Regions from separate parts of the Ovis aries genome. Here region 1 is linked to region 2. Evidence: chromatin contacts called from public Hi-C data. All regions are on one chromosome and are shown on one strand. Each heading gives the region's core, a stretch centred on a gene start, on an enhancer-like site or on the middle of the called end of the contact. The rest is flanking DNA. Distances are from core to core; before and after follow the strand shown. Region 1 holds the start of MYBL1 (MYB proto-oncogene like 1). Region 2 overlaps VXN (vexin).

Region 1 (5,434 bases), core at 182-2,681, 86 kb before region 2:
CATGAAAAGAATTCGCTTTGCTGTCAAAATCTAAAATAACTCTCTTCAAGCTCTAAAATAGTATTCTGTATAAAACCGACTACAGCCTAAAATATAGCAGAAACTCTGCTTCTTGTTAGGATGTAAATAAGCGGAGTAATGCATGGCCCAGGAGTAAAGAAAACATTGTTTTCAAAAGACATTACTTTCTAAATTAGGTTTTCTTTTTTAAGTGAACTAGCGACATAGTAAGGAATGATTTGAAAGACTGTTTTACCTTACCAGAATCCATACCTTGAGAAAAAGGAACTATAAAAAGGCAGGTGTTTTAAGTTTTGAAAGTAGTGCATGCAAGCTCTTCTTGGTACACATTTGCACCTGCATCTCTGATTTGCAAAAACTGATGTGTAAATTTTCAAAATAGCAAAATATAAGTCTGTTACAATATTAACATGTGGTTTCGTGCTCTATGCAGTAGAGCATGTTACCTTGCAAATTTGCATCCTTTACCATTTCTAATCGTTACTGTAATCTACTTTCATGCTGCTTGAACTGAGCATTTCGTAGGTATTAGACTTGAAACCTCTAGAGTAGTTGTAACTGCTAGAAGGTCCTGCAGGGCGGTTCCCCACTTCCTCTCGTCTCTCTTGCGAGAGAAGGTCACCTTCTGCCGTTGACTACTCATTTATCTGGGCGAAATTCCCAGTCCGCTCCTGTCTTCCTGCATTCTCCTTCTGGACCAGGGCTCCTTCATCGAGCACAGCAGTTATTTCCCGAAGAGTCGGATAGGAGATTAAAGTACTTTGAAGGCCAGCCGCAGACCCGGATTATTTCCCTTTCCCGTTCCATGTGTCCAACTAAAAACTTTTTCACCTGTCACACTCCTGCTCCTTCCCGCTACAGTCTTCGCTAGATTAGTAGTTATGATGTCTGGCCAAAAAAAAACCTCGCATTTTTGCTTAAACAGTAACGGCCGCGCAAATTTTATGGTTAGGTTTGTCTCAAATCCAAAGACTAAGCCTCCTAACTAGTGAGGAGGGATGCCTCTGAGAACTGAGGAGCTTTGGACGAGAGAAGGTTGCGGTGAACCGGACTGCTCAACCCCTAGAGACACCGTCCACGCTCCCGGAGAAGCTTGGACTCTCGCCGCCGCTTCCGGACACGCCTCTCGGAGAGCCTGGAACTCACTTTCCCAGCAGGCCCCGCGCGGCCCTTAGCGCCCCGCCCCCTCGGGTGCGGCGCTCGGCGCGCTCCGGGTCCTGTCACAGCAAGACCTTTGAGCCGGGCCTACGGCCACACCCACTGGCTCCCAGCTCCTTCCCGGACTCCCGCGAGTTCCAGTCCCGGCTTCCAGCTCCCCAGCCCCGCCCTAAGTCGCGCGCGCTCTCCCCGCCCCGCCCTCGTCCCCCCGCGTGCGGCCGCCACAGCCAATGAGGTTCGGGGCCGCGTGCGCAGATTCAAACGGCGGCTCTTGAGGGAGGCTGGGCGCGAGATTCGGCGGTGCGGACAAAACCCTGCAGGAGGCTACGAGCCCTGCAGAGCTGCCCGCTGCGGGGAGAGGGCGGGGGTCGGCGCCCGCGGCAGAGCCGCGCTGGGACCAAGGCGAGGAGGCTAAGAGGCGGCGGGAGGGGCCGAGAGAGGGCGGGAGCGCGCCTGCTGACATGTTGGGGGCATCCCTGAACGGGCCGGGCCGGGGCTAAGAAGCAGCGCTGCGGGCCGGGGGCGGGTCGCGGTCCGCCCCTCCGTCCCTCCGTCCTGCCCTGCCGGGGACCTGCGTTCCGCACTCGGTCGGCCTCGGAGCGGGAGCGAGGGAAGCGGCGGGGGAGGGTCGGAGAGAAGGAGCATTCGCCCGAGGCTGGAGGAGGCTGACCCGCGTCCCCGCCCAGCCCGCGCCTATGCGGTACTTGAAGGATGGCGAAGAGGTCGCGCAGGTGGGTGACATCCCTTTCGCCCAGGCCTGTGGGCACAGCCTCGGCTCAGATTCCCTTTCCTTTCCCGCTGAGATCCCCCCCGCGCCTACCTGGGCCCTCCGAGGCCAGGGCAGAAGTTTTCCTTCCCGCTGCGCTACAGCCGTCTCGGCCCGCTGGCCAGAGCGCAGCCGTGACGTGTGGAGAGTTGGGGACCAGGGCATTTCGGACTCAGAAAGTGAGTAACAGATGCCCAGGCGGCTCCTTGGAGTCGAGTCTCCCCACAGCATTTGTCCAGCTCCCCACTGTCCCACAGCCACTTCTTGGGATTTGTTGGCAGGTAAGTTGGTGCGCTTTCAGGGAATACGCTCCGCACCGGAAGGTGGTGGTGTCCTGCTGGGACGGCCTGAAAATGCTGTTCCTAGGGCCTCTTTCTCTCTGAATTCCTGAGCCAGTTACAAACAGGGGCTCTGTCATACACCTGGGTTGGGGACCCCTCTGCTATCTTGAAAGGTGTGGAAGTCCTCTGAGGAATAGCTGAGGAGAGAGTACTTTTTTGATGTCTACTGTGATTACCATTCCCATAGTCGCAGTTTCCTTCTACTGGGAAGATGTCACACTGTTAACACCAGTAACTTGATCTTAAAACAATGTATTTGATTCAGTTAATATTTTGTGTGTCCGTTGGACTCTGTACCTGAGGGTTGCATAGAGGTAGGGCATTTCTTTGGTGGTGGTGGTTTTGGAAAACTTGCTAGGATGAATTTATGCATTTCGGTTTTATTTAAAGGTCACTCTAGTAGCTACTCCTAAACTGAGTGTGTAGGAATCACTCATATGACAAAAAACACTAGGGTGTCTTTTAGTTGTCAGTATTATTCAATAAATATGAAACGTTGTTTGACAGCGTTTCCAAATGGTTTTATTTATCTGGATCCACAACTTCAAAGTCTCAACTAGAGGTGTTTTTCCCAAGTTGAAATTTAGTAGTAACTTCATTCATTGCTGATGTCTGTTAAAAATTGTCAACAGTCACACCATAGTGTTTGTTGCTCTATTCATTTATTAAGGATCTGCTATCTGTAAGGTATTTTTACAGAAATCAGCATAGAATGTAATTAAGTCCCTATTAGATTATTATTTTGTACCAACTACAGAATAGATCAAACTTTTGAAGTGCAACAAATACACACACACTTCTCTTGAAGAGGATTTTCAGCTTAGGCACTGTTGATATTTGGGATCAGATAATTCTCTGTATTGGGAAGGCAGTGGTGGGGGCAGTGGGAAGTGCTGTCCTGCGCTTTGTAGAATGTCTAGCAGCATCCCTGGCCTCTGTCCCATGGATGTCAGTAACACTTCACTTCCCCAGGTGTGACAATCAAAAAATGTCTTCAGACATTACCACCAAATGTCTGTTGAAGGGCAAAACCACCCAGGTGAGAATTACTGCTCTAGAACATCAAGGACCTGACTGACTTCTCAGTCTTCAGAAAAGGTAGATACTAAAAGCTCCTGTAACTATAATTACTGAGGTATTGATTTAGGCCTTTTCTTTTGAATTTTTAAACATAGCTTCTTTAAGCAAGGTGACAAATGAATATTGTCAACTCAGTAACAGGAGTTTGTTTGTATTCAGTGTGTGGCATTATCTACTTGTCTGTATTGATGTTAATCTTATTTGAAACAGTTTCTTGGCTAATGCTGTCATCAGCAGTTAGTTATGGTTAGATATGGATGCTTGAATGTCAGACCCTGCCTTCTTCAGTTAGTTTTTTGTCCATAATTTGTGTATGCTTCATAATAGTAGGCTAAGAAGAAAGTGATTTCATGATTAATTTGCTGGTGTAAGTTATTTTGTTTTATTGACAATATTGTGAGCTTTGAGATCTAAATATTAATTGTACTATTGACTTTTATTCCTGTCAGCTGTATAAATTAATTGAAATGTATTATAGAATGATTGAAAGAGTCACAAGTCTGGAGTAATTAAATGTAGTGAAGCTACACTCCCTATGTGAATATACGGGTAGATGTGAGAAACTATCATCTCCGAATGGTGTATTTCTTAAGGTCTTCATCGGTGAATGTGTTTTGTTCTATAAATTCTATTTCTTGTATAAGTAAATATGACTTATTTGCCCTAGATAAAATAGAATGTGAAATGTTTTGAAGGATAAATAATCTTTATTCAGCAGAGTCTCATGCCTTTAACTATGAATCTAATTTATAGTTGAATGAGAAAGGACATGAGTCAGTCACTTTGAAGTCTCCACTGTACAACCATTGAACTGTTTGATTGAAAACTATACTTTGCTGTATAAAAGTTTTGCATAAGACTACAGGCATAAATCCTGTAATAACCTTTCCTGTATGATCTGAAAAAAAAAGTAAAAAACTGTTATCTCAGGGAGAAACAGCTGAAGGATATTAGCTCTTCTGATCATTGTTTAAGATAGCTGTAGTATCTCTGGTCTGGATTTACATAGAGGAAAAAGTTTATTTAGTGTTGTGACTTTAAATAGTTTTAGGTCCCATTGGGGGTTTTAATGACATAATTTACAGGCAGTACTAAAATTGGTATATATGTTATTAATGTGTACTTGATTTTTAACCATACTTATGTATTAAGTAAGTAATTTTAGATTTTAAAAGCCAGTTCCACTCTTAAAAATTAGCTTAAAAAAATGTCATTTAGAAGCTAGAAGATGTATTTAAGTAGTAACAGATTCAGGTATTTACCCTTGAGATGACTGGCAACTACAGTAAACTGGAAAGACAAAAGCCAACTCTTGAATTAGAAGATGTTTTTCCATGGGGTATGTGTGTGCATAGGAAGCAATTTTACTGTGTTGCTTCCAGTGAGATGGGTGTCATGGGTGAAAGAATACTGGAATGTGAGAACTGATATGTTTAATCAGCTTTGTAATTAGCAATATTATTTGGAGAAAGCAAGTAAACTCTATATCCCAGTTTTTTGTCTCTTAATAAAGGTTTGGATTTTGTGGTCTATAAGTCTTTTAATATATTTCCTATTTTGAACTCTTTGTAATCATCTTTCCTCATTTAAAAATATACACACACTAATGGAATAAAATAGAAATGTTCTCGCATTGTTTTTGTTTGCGGATTGCTAGGTAGAACTCCTTTCAGTATATATTTCATTATTGCTATTCATGGTCAGATGAAGTCCAATTTGTCTTACTATAATAATGCTAGGTTGCAGTCCAGATTTGAAGAGATATTCATGTGTGCAGTACATCATGTTAACCACTGGGTGGCCTGATTTTACTTTACTAAATCAAGCTGGTACATTTTCATGCCTTGAATTTGAACTTAAAAAGATGCAAATACAGTTATCCTGTCAAGACAGTATAATAAAGATGTATTTTTGATTATGATAAAAATATTTAGGCTTGATGCAGTTTAATTTAAAATACTGTCAAGTTGAAGTGGTTTTGCTAGAAAAAATTTTATAGAACTTCTGATAATGCTCTAATTTCAAATCTGTAGTTTCTATTCAAATAAAATAAATTTTAAACAATTTC
Region 2 (5,796 bases), core at 3,040-5,539:
TTCCTTGGAGGTCTTTAAAATGGGTTGGGAAAGTGGGTTTGATTTTGGTGCCATTTTACTTAAACATAGGGATATAAACTTGATGACCTCCCAAAGTCACTTTGACACCAACGGCTTTATCAATTCGAAGAAGGGAACAGTTTCCTTTTGCCTTCGAGGGAGGTTTCTGTCCCATGTCCTCAGCCGGGATGATGAGTTAGTATTGGAGGGTGATGGCACGTGGGCCAGCTACTAGCAGAGGTGAGTATGTGGCTCAGTTCCAATCCGGAAGTTTCCTCCCCTTGTGCAGTGAACTGGGGCCAGTGCAGGGGTGGGTGTCATCTTTAGTCAGCCTCGAAGGCGCTGTTGGTAGCTCCCACATACTCAGACTTCTTCTTGTGCCTGGTCCACATTTTCCGGAGGATGCTGGGCATACCGCAGGGAGCACTTCCTGTTAGCGGGAGGGAGGCTTCTGCTCCCTGGGGGAGGGTTGGAAATTCTTCAGTCATCTTCTTGAGGTGTCTGGATCTACAGAAAAGCCGAGGTGGGCAGGGAGAGTGGTCATTCTGCTGAGCCTGTTAACTGTTGCCCCCCGACAAGTGTAGCTGAAGCCCCTGATCCTCCTGGGCCCTTATGACCTGTGACCACGTGGAAGGTCACTGTGGGCCTCACGCAGAAATGACACCCCTCACCCTACCCCAGGGGGTCCTTGCATGTAGAAGGGAAGGAGGTGGACCTGGGTCCACCGGCGCATGGATCTTAAGTTCTGCTCTTGTTCCAAACTCTACTCTCCCACCCCTGCCCCACCCCTCAACCTGAACGATTTTGCTGGAAAGGTCAGACGTTACCAAGCGTCAGCTCTTGAAAGTGAATCAGCCCTGGGGCTGAATCTGGCTACCACTTACTCTATGACCTCAGTGACTTGACCTCGGCCACCCTCAGTTTCCTCACGTGTAGAATGGAGATAATTTTATCTAACTCTTGGGGGTTTTGTGAGGAGGGAAATAAGACTATATAAAGCATCCGGCACATTGTTGACCTCAATAAACATTCATTTTCCTCCTCACTTGCTCTCCTTTAGTGAAAGAAGTGGCCTTTGTTTTCTTTTCTATAGCCAGGGTCCAGGGAAAAAATGACATGAGAATATCTACACTCAGGGACAAAGGGGCCATTTAGAAGAATGCTTTGCAGTAGAGGCAAATGGCTCATTTCTTGAGGGGGTCCATGTTTGCTGTTTGCTGCATCCATCAGCAGCAGCCTTACCTGCTCAGAACAACTTGCTACCAGAACTTAATGCAATTGAAACTATACTTTGGGGACTTCTCTGGTGGTCCAGTGGCTAAGACCCTGTGCTTCCAATGCAGCGGCTGTGGGTTCTATCCCTGGTTGGGGAACCAAACTCCCACATGCCTTGAGGTGTGGCAAAAAAAGAGAAAGAAATCATACTTTTCTCTCATCACCTCTCAATATGTCGATTAATTGGTTTTTATTGTTTGTTCTAGACTGCATTCTTTCATCTAAAAGGGCTTCACACTGGCCTGGTCCTCCTTTAACTCCCTCAGCTTTTAAGGTGTGCACCCCTTGGGCTGATATGATAGCCCATGGTCCCTCATCTATGAGCATGTCACATGTGCCCAGGCATGTGTCGTTCCCATTCGCGTTCCTGAAAAATGATGCAATCGTTGGTGCAAGGTCTCCACACATTATCTCATCCAGTTCTCACAATAACCCCTCGAGAGGTTATAATCATCCCCATTTTTTGGTTTTGTTTTTAAAGAAATGAGGACACAGAGGTCTGAATAACTTGTCTGAAGTCACAGCAAGTCAGCAGCAGTGCCAGCCACACAGGCAGAACTGAGTCAAGAGCCCACACTCTTTGTCATCCCTGAAGCCACTTTCCTGCTCCCTCCAAGTCTGGAGGATTGTAGTGGGGGTGTGGCTATCTTCTTAGTGTTCCGTTGAAGGCAGTGGGGTGGTCCTTGGGGGTGTGGGTATTGCTCCGGCTATTCTAGCTGCTGGTTCATGAGCAGAGTTGATAGTAATGTTGTTGTTGTAGTTTTGTCACTCAATCTTGTTCACTCTCGCAGCCCCATGGACTACAGCCCGCCAGGCTCCTCTGTCCATGGGCCTGCCCAGGCAAGAATACTGGAGTAGGTTGCCACTTCCTTCTCCAGGGGATCTTTCTAATTCAGATATCGAATCCTTGTCTCCTGCATTGGCCAGCAGATTCTTTACCACTCAGTCACCAGGGAAACCTTAATAGTAACATGCAGGTCATAAATTTGGTTGAAACCTTTGTATCTTATGTACTTACCTGGGCAGGGGCCCTGAACCTAATGTGTGAGGCATTTCAGGAGCCTCTGCGTATGGCCTGTGATTGTGTATGTGTGTGTGTGTGTGTGTTAGTCGCTCAGTTGTGTTGGACTCTTTGAGACCCCATGGACTGTGGCCCACCAGGATTCTCTGTCCATGGGATTCTCCAGGCAAAAATACTGGCATGGGTTGCCAGTTCCTTCTCCATGCCCTGTGATTAATTTACTTAATTGACCAAAATTCCTCCCAAATGACACTTCTCCAGGTCTAAAGAGTGGCGGTAATAAAGTAGAAACCATCAAAAACACTTGAGCTTAATCCTAGTGAAATAGTCAACGAAGTGCTACAGAGACCCGGGATTATAGCCCTCATTAGAAGGTCGTTTATGGCTGGCAGGGATTTTGTTATAGCATCTCTCCGGGATTGGTCAGCCAGGCCACCTGTTACTCTTCTGCACAGGATGGGAGCAGGTGGGGAACCCCTGGGAGCTTGCTGGAGGCACAGCACTTACCCTCTGGTCAGCACAGCTACATTCTCCGAGCCCGGGGCTGCCGCCTCCAGGACCGTGGGGGCTTTCACGGAGATCCGGGCCACTGGAGGCATCTGGGTTGTGAGAAGGGAGAGTGAGGTTGTTGCCCTGTCCCCAGTTCCCGCACTGGCTGGAGCCATTGGCAAGGGCATTGATTGGCTAAGCTGCTGAACTGGCATCAACCTAGGGCAATGGACCTCACTCCGCCGTGGGCCCTAGGCTTCCCTAGGGGGGCATTCAATGCAGCACTGGACCCACCCTCGCTTCTGACTCAGTAGGTCTGATGTTGGCCTGAGAAGCTGCCTTTCTAACAAGTTCTCAACTGCTGCTGGTCCCCAGACCCCACTTTGGTAACCACTCACCTAGAGAAACGTGAAAGTGAGCAACTTATTCCAGCCTGAGGCCTCTGTCCCCCTAATTCCCCCATGATCTGTGTCCACTTTGTTGTCAAATCCTGCAGGTTCTCACTTGGAAATGTGGCCAAGAGCAGTGACATTCTCCTCCACTGAGCCTCAGGGCCAGTCACCCGGGACAGGATCTCCTTGTTTCCCACCAGACCTGCCCCACACCCCAGGCCTCTCCCAGATTCGCAGGGTCTCCCCACTGAGGGTGGACTGAGTCAGCTCTGTCCCCTGCTTCATGCATGTGTGCTTAGTAGCTCTTTCATGTCTGACTCTTTTGTCATCCCATGGACTGCAACCTGCCAGGCTCCTCTGTACATGGGATTTTTCAAGCAAAAATACTGGAGTGGGTTGCCATTTCCTTCTGCAGGGGATCTTCCTGACTGAGGGATGGAACCCGAGTCTCCTGCATTGCAGGCAGATTTTTTTATCTGCTGCTCTTTAAGGCTCCTCAAAACAGGACTCCCCCTTATCTGCTTCTGTTCCCCCTACATGTCCCAGAGGGGCTGGTCCTGCCTTTTCTAATGCTCACCCACAAATCTGCATCCTCACCCAACCTTTCCTTCACTCTCTGGATTGAGCCTCATCTCTGCCTGCCCTTCAAGGCCACTTCCTCCAAGAAGTCTTCCCTTAGGGTGGTGCCCAAGTTGACTTATCTGCGTCGCTTGTCCTCACAGCACTGAATCCCTGTGTGTCATGTTTTGGCAACCCACCAATTCCGTGTCTTTACGCTTCTGTTTCCTCTGCTTGTGCAGTCTCCCCAGGAATGGATTGGCCTGGATCAGGGTCTGGGACTTAACCCTTTGCTGGCTCTCCTCTTAAAGGAGGTGGTGAGTGCTCAAGAAACATGTACTGAGTTGAGAAGGAACTGGGGGCCTGAGCAGGGCCAGGTCCAGAGTTTGTTCAGTCAGTGGATCTCCCCTTTGCTCCTCCACCCCAAGCCCCAGGGAAGGCTTAAGGTCACTACATTCCTGGAATTGCTGGAAAATTCCAGGTCAAGGACACCAGGATCCACCTTCCCCTGCTCTCCGGCCTGGCCCAGGGTTGTGGGCAGAGCCACTGTGCCACCTTGTGGCCTCTTGGGAGCTGTCCCTCTGGTTGTGCCAGTGGCCAGAAAATCACTTCTTTCCTCTCTGTCCTCCATCCTGTTTCCTCCAGCGCATATTAGAGTCCAATCAGATTTGACTGTGTGGGCTCTGAATTGCTCTCCCCACCCTGGGATAATGGGCCTCTGAAGAGCTGCAGGACCCTAGCCCCAAAGTCTCAGGCCCAGAGGAAAGGGTCAGTCATGCTGCCGCTTTGCCCTCTTGCTGCCCCTCTGTTGTGGTTACATCTCCATCACCACCCTGTCCCATCCCCTCTCTCTCTGACTTCCCGACTGCAGCTACCTCTCCAAGGGTGGGGGCAAGATAATCCAACGTGATGGACTGCCCTCTTCCCCTTAGCCAGGGCTCGCTGAGGGCAGTGGTTCAAGCTGTCAAGCCTGACAACCTTCACTTTGTGGCAACAGCCAAACCACCCTGGGTTGCCCCTGGGTACCGGGTTGAGGCAGGGAGCTCTTGATTGTCCCATCGCTGCCCTTTGGGCAATTTTCCTAATACAGGGATGACCCAAATGAAATAATTGAATTAGATTTCCTGTCCATACCAGGAGCAAAGCACTCACATCTCTGCCCAGTCTGTTCCATAAAGACGAGCAGATGGCTGAGACATTCTCTCCAGTCTGTTCTAGTTCTCATGATGCATGAGTCTTGAGATCTGATGCCCACAGAGTCCAGAACGCCCAAGCTGACCTCTCCTTCAGCCACCACTTCACCCTTTCTCTGCTGACCCTGAGGGTACCCACGTTCCTGCCCGGAAGATGATGAGGGAGATGTGTTTTCACGGGGTGACACTGAGCTAGACCCAGACACGCACTATGTGATCCCCCTTCAGGAAAGGACAAACCATCCAACTAGGGGTGGGTGCGCCGCAGGTGGCTTTTGGCTTCTTCAGGTGTCCTTGGCCGCCACGAGCCACCTCGCCCAAGGTCACCCTCTCCTGGGCAGCCTGCATACCATGACAGAGCCAGGGGAAAATATAAAACCTTGGTCAATTGGAGTCATCTCGGGCAACCCCAGTGGATGACACTTGCCTCAGTGCTCCCGGGGGAGGCGGTTGAGGGTTCCCTCTGAGATGATGGTGTTTTGTGCTTTCACTGAACTCGAGACCTTTGCATCTCTTTACCCCTATAGCTGCCTCTGGCAATTGGCCAGGCACCTCCACCCAGCGGGGACATACCACAGAAACTGCCTCCCCCGCCCTGTGTGAGATGTCTGCTAGGTAATACCTTCTGTTTGCCTAAGAGCTGAATATCTGGCAAGAAAGAGGGCAGCAGCCAGTGGTGTACCGCTAGTTGACAGGCTTTAGGAACAAAGAACCCTCAGCTGCAATTTTCTAATGATCCCCAGGCCTGGAACAAAGGACACTTGTTCTCCCTTCATGGCACAGATAGGGCGAGATGTTTAAAGCCTGGAAGATACAGCTAACCAGGCTAGATTACTTACCAAAGCTTTGCCATATGTTCGATTCCCAC

The links. Hi-C and Micro-C count contacts between places; a contact is called where the count stands out from the background.
Region 1: a contact with region 2 is called in a Hi-C map of liver, with 4 times the contacts expected there. The contact joins the promoter of MYBL1 here to the enhancer-like site in region 2. A contact is called at or near these places in 8 of 16 Hi-C or Micro-C datasets (hypothalamus, liver, mixed tissues and 4 more).

The regions. Positions count from the first base shown.
Region 1 is chr9:43,816,664-43,822,097 of ARS-UI_Ramb_v3.0, reverse strand. It overlaps MYBL1 (MYB proto-oncogene like 1), which reads left to right and starts at 1,431. Exons shown (of 15, transcript XM_004011713.5): 1 at 1,431-1,910. The coding sequence starts at 1,891.
Region 2 is chr9:43,733,629-43,739,424 of ARS-UI_Ramb_v3.0, reverse strand. VXN (vexin) reads right to left here. Exons shown (of 7, transcript XM_042254265.2): 4 at 5,768-5,796; 5 at 4,888-5,071; 6 at 2,804-2,895; 7 at 1-507. The coding sequence ends at 481. Among named protein-coding and RNA genes, the nearest start is that of VXN, 21 kb to the right of the region's middle. Within about 2 kb of position 4,289, at least 15 of the 54 cell types and tissues checked have an H3K27ac peak or open chromatin away from gene starts, as enhancers often do. A contact at or near this core is called in hypothalamus and liver, where this site is marked.